Regions from separate parts of the Mus musculus genome. Here region 1 is linked to region 2. The links are chromatin contacts, called in public HiCAR-type maps. All regions are on one chromosome and are shown on one strand. The core of a region is the stretch at or near the end of the contact, and the rest is flanking DNA. Distances in the headings are between cores, read along the strand shown.

Region 1 (3,468 bases), core at 935-3,434, 440 kb before region 2:
CGCGACGGAACATAGTCAGATCCTGTGCGATATTTACCGATTGCTTCGGCCACCAATGAAATATACCAGGCCAAATGGAGTCTGTAGAGATCTGTTGCTTATTCGTGGCTGACTATAACTATGAAAAAGTGAGCCTAGACAGTATGGGGAGCCCTTTTCTCCTGCTGAAGGCTGACCCTGGAAGCTTCTAATCAATAACAAAAGTGGTCCCCACACCCACCCAGGGGGAGCTGTGCTGGGGTTTCCAACTGCTGTTAAGCTAAGGGTTACCACCCCCTCCTCCATCAGCTTTAAGCCATCCAGGAAACACACTGAGAGAAGATGGGCAAAATGAGGGACAGCAGCTGGTCCTTGGTCCTTGTCAGCAGTGCTTCCAAGTTCACAGCTCCTGAGTTGCTGTGTTAGAAGTACTTCTTTAATTTTTAAAAATATTTTTGGGTCCTTTAAAATCTGTGACAAGAGGATTGGACTGCATCCTCCTTATCCTTGAACCTGCCTTCCTTGGAGAGTGTCAGTGGATAAACAGAAAGGGGCAGGTGAGGGAGGGTTACTCGCTGAGCAGAGGAGGGCGGGGCAGGGTGCTGGATTATCCATTCTCTCCTATTTAATTCCGGGGGGGGGGGCGGGGAGCGGCAAGGGCTGGGGGGTGGGTGTGGGGGGAAGGCAGTGCACTGATGGCTTGGATCATGATTTTTCACCAGCCTCTGGAGGACCTGTCTCCATGCTCTTGTCTGCTGCCTCATCCTGGGTCCTGTCTCAGTTATCTTTGTGCCCTTGGTGGGCCGCAGAAGAGAGTGTATGCAGTGAGAGGGGATGCAGGGAATCAGGACTCTTAAACAAGACATTGAACTTGAGAACTGAACCTGTGCAGTGTCTGCTCCCTCACCCCGGAGCTAGGAATCAGCAGAAGGAATGAGAGCAGACAGACCAACCTCTCCCATCCTTGAAAGACTTCTGTTGCTTTTCAAAGCTCATTCACTTTCAAACTATGTTGGAGGAGGAGGAGGAGGAGGAGGAGGAGGAGGAGGAGGAGGAGGAGGAGGAGGGAAAGGAGAAAGGAAGGAAGTAAGTTAAGTAAATGGAAGGACAAACATTTCTGTTTCACAGAAGTGAAAAAAAAAATATCCCGCAAGATCTGGACCACTTCTCTTTGTACTTCAACCAAACAGCTTACAGTCAGGTGCCTAGGTTAAGGCATATTTGACACTGGACTCGCCCTGATTACGTATCCTGAGGTCTGTGCTCTGCCCCTGAGGAGCATCTTGTAAGTGTTCACCATCAAGTGCGGATGGTTCCTACTTATCTTCCAGTGGCTCTGTCCAACTTAATGCTGGCTACAGGGGAAGGTAATTGTAAGGGTTGCTTTACACAACCTGTAAGCTGATCTGTTAACTCTATTAAAAAGTTAGTGTATTGTTGTTGTTGTTGTTGTTGCTTATGTGTAGGTGCCCGCATGTTCCTGCTTGTGTTGTTGTGAGGACAACTTCTGGGACTCAGTTCTCTCCTTCTACCTTCCGCTCTGGGAACCAAACTCAGGTCATGGAGTTTGGGAGCAAATGCTTTCACCTTCTGAGTGGTTTCACTGGTTCAAATGCATTTATTTGTATTCATTGGAAAAACTGAGTCCAAGGCTTGGTATGGTTGGTTCAAGGTCCCAGTCTGATGCAAGGCAGGATGGGAACAGAAGTCCAGGCTTTCTTAGGCTAGTGGGCCACTGTGTAGAGAATGGCTTTTTGACCCTCCCTGAATTTTTGGAGACAGATGGGGTGGGGTCTTACTCGTCATTTTCCATTGGCTCTTGAGTGAGTCTGTATACACACACACACACACACACACACACACACACACACACACACAGAGTAAACTGCCTAAGCCTGGATCCAGTATGAAGGTGAAGGCACAGGGCTGGATCTGCACTCCTGACTCTTGGGACCAATCATCTTGTGGTGGGACTCTACAAGTAGGATTCTGGACCATTCAGTTCTTTCTGGAACTCCAGCTGCCCTCCCCACTGTCTGGGCCTCCTTTTTTGCTTTTGCTTCTGCTTTCTACAAAGTCTGCCTGCCAGAAAAACTTCTGCCTTTCTAATGATTTTAAGGTTTCTTTTCTTTTCCAGGAACCGGGGGCACAGATCCCTCAAATTTCGCAAGATTTGTCCTTCTCAGGCCTCGGTGAGGCGCAGTAAACAGAAGCAGGGAGCTTGGAGCTGGAACACAAAAGCCCATTAGCTTTTCACTCCCCCCACCCCCCAAGGCCCAGCCCCTTCCCGGAACAGGAACCACCCCCTTTGTGAGCCGGGCCTAAGACCCAGGCAAAGGCCTGGAGGAGAGGGGGCTCCAGCTGCCTGGGCAGTGAGATGCTCATTCGCTCCCCACCTCCCAGCATTGAAAAGCTTTTATTTTCAGAGCAGCATTGAAACTCCAGGACAATGGAGGCCAAATCCTTGGGCAGCGGTTGGGGCCAGGACGGGGGAGGCAGCCTTTGTCATGTCTCTTCTTTCCAACCCATTACCTTAAAAAAGAAAAAGAAAGAAAGAAAGAATGAAAAGAGAAAGGACCGAAAGGACCCATGAACTCTTTAAGAATCGTGACATCACTTCCGCCAGACCTGAAATCTAGACTATTTACAGTTTCATTTGAAATTAGTTTAAACTCTCCCAAAGGAGTGCTTTGATATGCAAACATCTCCCCAAAGGGAGACAGTTACTTATGGAGATGTGGCCCTTTGAAGGGGCTCAGTGTTGGTGGGCTCCAGGCCTCTGAGGAAGTGAGAAGACCCAGATGAAGGCCCACACTGACAACTGATAGCATGGTCCTCCTCTACCAAATGGAGTCCCCTGGGAAGAAGGAGGAGTGTGCCATAAAGGAGAAGCTATCTCGGTTGATCTTGGTTCCGCTTACACTTCTCGCTCTCTAGCCTGCAGTCCCAGCTCACACAGGCTAACTCCCATCCCCGCTTCTTTTCCCAGTCCCGGCTGCGAACTGTCTTCCTACAGAACGGGACAAGGGAGGAACTGCTGTTCCCTCACTCCTGACTCACTGTGACTTACCGCATCACCAGGTGCAAACACAGCAGAGAAGTTGGGGTTGCCAGGCAGGCTTTCAGTGGGTTTTAGCGCGCATGCCTGCTACTGCTCTGCACAGCCTGTGATGAGGACTCTACTGCCTTAGTGCACTGTGTCTGCCTGGAGCTCCAGTTGCCTGCTGCTGCCCCAACACTCCTGCTTGGTTGGCAGCTGCTAGGGCTTTCGGTAGCTTACCCCAGTAGAGGGAAGTTAAGTTACAGGGGCTGTGCCTGCCTTTGTCACTGACCTGCTACAGGCCTAAAGGCAATAAGGGCCCAGGGACCATGATACAAAACCTCTGGGATAATGAGCCAAACGACCCTTTCTTCCCTGGAAGTGGTTTCTCTCAGGTAATTCGTCACAGCAATGGAAAGCTGGCTAGGATTTCCCATACCCCACTGTTA
Region 2 (3,265 bases), core at 177-2,676:
AATATTAATAGGCAGAAGTAGCCTGTGCTAGACAGGATGCACACTGACGCCCTGGGCATCTGTTGGCGGAAGCCAGAGCAAGTGGATTGATAGGCAGATTGTCATTAATAGGTGAAATAGAGCAGGTGCCATCTCCACAAGCCTCCTCCCCATCCCCCACCCACATTCCACAGCCAGGGCACTAGATGGGGCTGAGTCTATGAAAACTGTCCTTGGTAAGGGTTTTGCATAACTATGGTATTTGAAGGGCATGATCTGTTTACATTTTCTCTAGGCTCCGCCCAGCAGTTACCTAGCAACAACCAGGTACCAGCCTGGCTCACATATAAAAGGACTATTCAGTCTCTCTCTCTCTCTCTCTCTCTCTCTCTCTCTCTCTCTCTCTCTCTCTCTCTCTCTCTCTCTCTCTGCCTCTCTCTCTCTCTCTCTCTCTCTCTGCCTCTCTCTCTCTCTGTCTCTCTCTCTCTCTCTCTCTCTCTCTCTCTCTGTCTCTCTCTCTCTCTGTGTGTATGTGTGTGTCCCCATCTCTGTCCCATCTCTGCCTCTACTTCCTTCTCAACACTCCTTCCCATGTTCCTAAGTAAACTCTATTCTATACTACACCCTTCTTTGTTGGCTGTTACCACTGCAGAGGGATGCCTCAGGATGGGCCTGCTGAGTCAACCCCCTCCCACCACACCGTACCGTGCTCCACAAAACATATCTTTGGTTTTATAAAACACATCAGGATGTTGGCTACAAAGGAATCTCTAGTACTTCAGCCTTACTTTCTGGATAGCTTTACAAACTGTCCCAAGATGGGCTTCATTTTGTTTTACAGAAATTCTGAACTTTACAGGTATTATTTTTATGCACATAAACATTACTCCTCCCCTCTTTCCTGTCACGATGGTTTTCAGTACCTATGCTAGTACATATATTTGTGGATCTATACAACGTTCCATCAGCAGAATAATTCCAACAGTGGAGTAGCTGGGTTACAGAATATACATATTTTCAATCGCTATTTAGCCAGACTTCTGTCAGAAATGTCTGTTCTAGCTATATGATAAGATTGTATTTCCCCCATCTTTGTAACACTGGGGATTGCTACATTTCTGTGTTGAGGAACAAAACCACGCATTGTTTAATGTTACTTTTGTTTTGAGTTTTTGCAGCGGAGGTGGGCCTTGGCACCTCTGCATCTTCCCCACCTCTCTTCCTGCTGCTTTAAACTCCCAAGTTGCTTCCTGGGAAGTCTTCTGAAGCCAGAGAATCACAGTAACGTTCTTCTGTGGGCCTAGGGAGCGCGCTAATGTTAACAGGCAGCGTTCGGAGCAAAGGTCTCTCCGGGTTTCCACATCTGCAGCTTTGTACAGGCCCTCACCTCTGAAAAGCCTGAAAGCGTGAAGCCAGGCTTGGCCTAATGTGAATTAGCAAGACAAAGAGCTGTCGAGGGGCGGAGCGGTGATGAGCTTTAATTTACTGAAGATTAATGAGCCCTCGTGGATCTGCCCCAACCACCCATTTTCTATCTCCTCTGCCCACATCGGCTTTGTTAGCGTGTGTTGGTCATTTAGAATTATCCAGCAACAATCTCACCACTTAAAGAGGCATACTGATGGGAGCCGAGGGCTGGAGGGTTCATGCTCTGAACACAGGACCCCAGAGCTGGAAAGACTGGAATGTGGGAATGTCTCCGTGGCCCCGGACCCCACCCCACCCCCACCCCTTGACTTTTGTTTGTGGCCTCAGCCATTTGAGGCTGTTTGTTTACTTGAGCCTAGGAATAAAGCCTCCCAGAGGCCTGGCTTTGGCTGGGGTGAGTCTCCCGAAAACCAGTGGCAAACCTTTCAGACTCAATGGAGCAAATCCAATACTACTTCAAAGCTCAGCTTTCTAGTGGAAGATCTCTCTGGGGTAATACAAATGTCACGATAGCTTCCCCATAATTCCCAACGAAAGGGAAACGCTATTAGCCTTGGGCTTCAGCTCATTACCAGGGTGCTAGAGAATTCTCTCGAGTTTTATCATCAGCAACTATCAGAACTTTCCAGGCCTCGACAAGTTTTTATTTGCCTACCCGTGCAATGGGTAGATGTTGCAAGCTTTGTAAGGGGAAGCCTCAACGATTATCCCTAACCTTCCTGTGCTTCTCTCGGGGTTCATGGAAATAAAGGGAAGGCTTTCTCCACTGAACCGGTTGGAAACAGTAACAGGATTTATGCCAAATTCTGAAGAAGCCTTCCTGCAAAGGCCTGCAAAGACACAGAACCCGGGTGGTGGTGTACCCCTCACAGATTTAAACTAATAAAAATAAACAAATAAAAGTAGAGTATGCTCTAATTTAAAACCAAAAAAACCAACAGAACAAGAAAGAAGGGCTATTCTTTCAATATGAAGAATTATCCTTGAGCATTGTCAGCTGGACTAATGGAATAAATACAAACAGAAAGTCAGCTGGTGGGACTATGCCCCAGTCCGGCTTTGCCCTGCAGCAGGACAGTGGTGGAGCTGCCATCACAACATCCCATGCTCCACCCAGAGAAGGAATCCAGAGACAGCAAGAAGATGAGAAGAGAGTCTGCATTAGGCCTGCTTGAAAATTCTAGTCAACTTCGAGGACCCAAAGCAAATAGCTTTAAAACAACATCCAAGCTGTTTGTTTTCCCATCAAAATACAATCACGTGTTTGACTGTGGGTTGTCACATACATCATTCTTAATCTGTCACTGCTGAAACCAGTGCGACAGTCGCAGTCCTCAATTAATGCAAATTAAACCAGTTGTCTTGTCTATAATTGTCTAAACTAGCAAAGTGCCTTTCTTTGGTGACAGGGCATCCCGGACTCCTTGCTCTGTTACCCCTAAGGGCCCAGCACTTGTTTCATGCTTTATCTCTTTCTTGTGGCTTTTATCCACACAACATTAAAGGGACTCTCTTCCCTTTATGCAGGCAAATAAAAAGTAGATTTAGAGAACAAAGATGAAAAGAGACATTCCACTGATGGAGTACTTCAGAGTCCAGCAGCCTCGTGTTCAGACGCTGCCCAAGTTAAAAGTTGTGCTGGGTTTTTTGACATCAGAAACTCATACCAAAAAAAAGGGTCGGGGGAGAAAAAGAAAAAGAGGATGTTCCCATAAGGACTTGTACATTAAAACGAAATAGTACCATTGGCTGCTCTTGTAAAGGCATTTCCAGGCCTTGGCTAACAGGAAAGAAGAGCTCACAGGCAGCAGGCTGCCATTTATCCTCACAATCTGGTTTCTCTTAAAGGACATTGTCC

Evidence for each region. HiCAR-type assays count read pairs that join an accessible place to other places.
Region 1: a HiCAR-type map of embryonic stem cells shows a contact between it and region 2, with 3 times the contacts expected there. The contact joins two enhancer-like sites. A contact is called at or near these places in 1 of 484 Hi-C or Micro-C datasets (embryonic stem cells), 6 of 115 datasets of contacts at active chromatin or transcription factors (differentiating embryonic stem cells, embryonic stem cells and epiblast stem cells) and 1 of 9 other capture datasets (embryonic stem cells).

Annotation. Positions count from the first base shown.
Region 1 is chr11:63,897,512-63,900,979 of GRCm38.p6, reverse strand. All of the region lies in intron 1 of Hs3st3b1 (heparan sulfate (glucosamine) 3-O-sulfotransferase 3B1), which reads left to right. Among named protein-coding and RNA genes, the nearest start is that of Hs3st3b1, 23 kb to the left of the region's middle. Within about 2 kb of position 2,184, at least 62 of the 459 cell types and tissues checked have an H3K27ac peak or open chromatin away from gene starts, as enhancers often do. A contact at or near this core is called in differentiating embryonic stem cells and embryonic stem cells, where this site is marked.
Region 2 is chr11:63,453,497-63,456,761 of GRCm38.p6, reverse strand. All of the region lies in intron 2 of Gm40016 (a long non-coding RNA gene), which reads left to right. Among named protein-coding and RNA genes, the nearest start is that of Gm40016, 8.9 kb to the left of the region's middle. Within about 2 kb of position 1,426, at least 44 of the 459 cell types and tissues checked have an H3K27ac peak or open chromatin away from gene starts, as enhancers often do. A contact at or near this core is called in differentiating embryonic stem cells and embryonic stem cells, where this site is marked.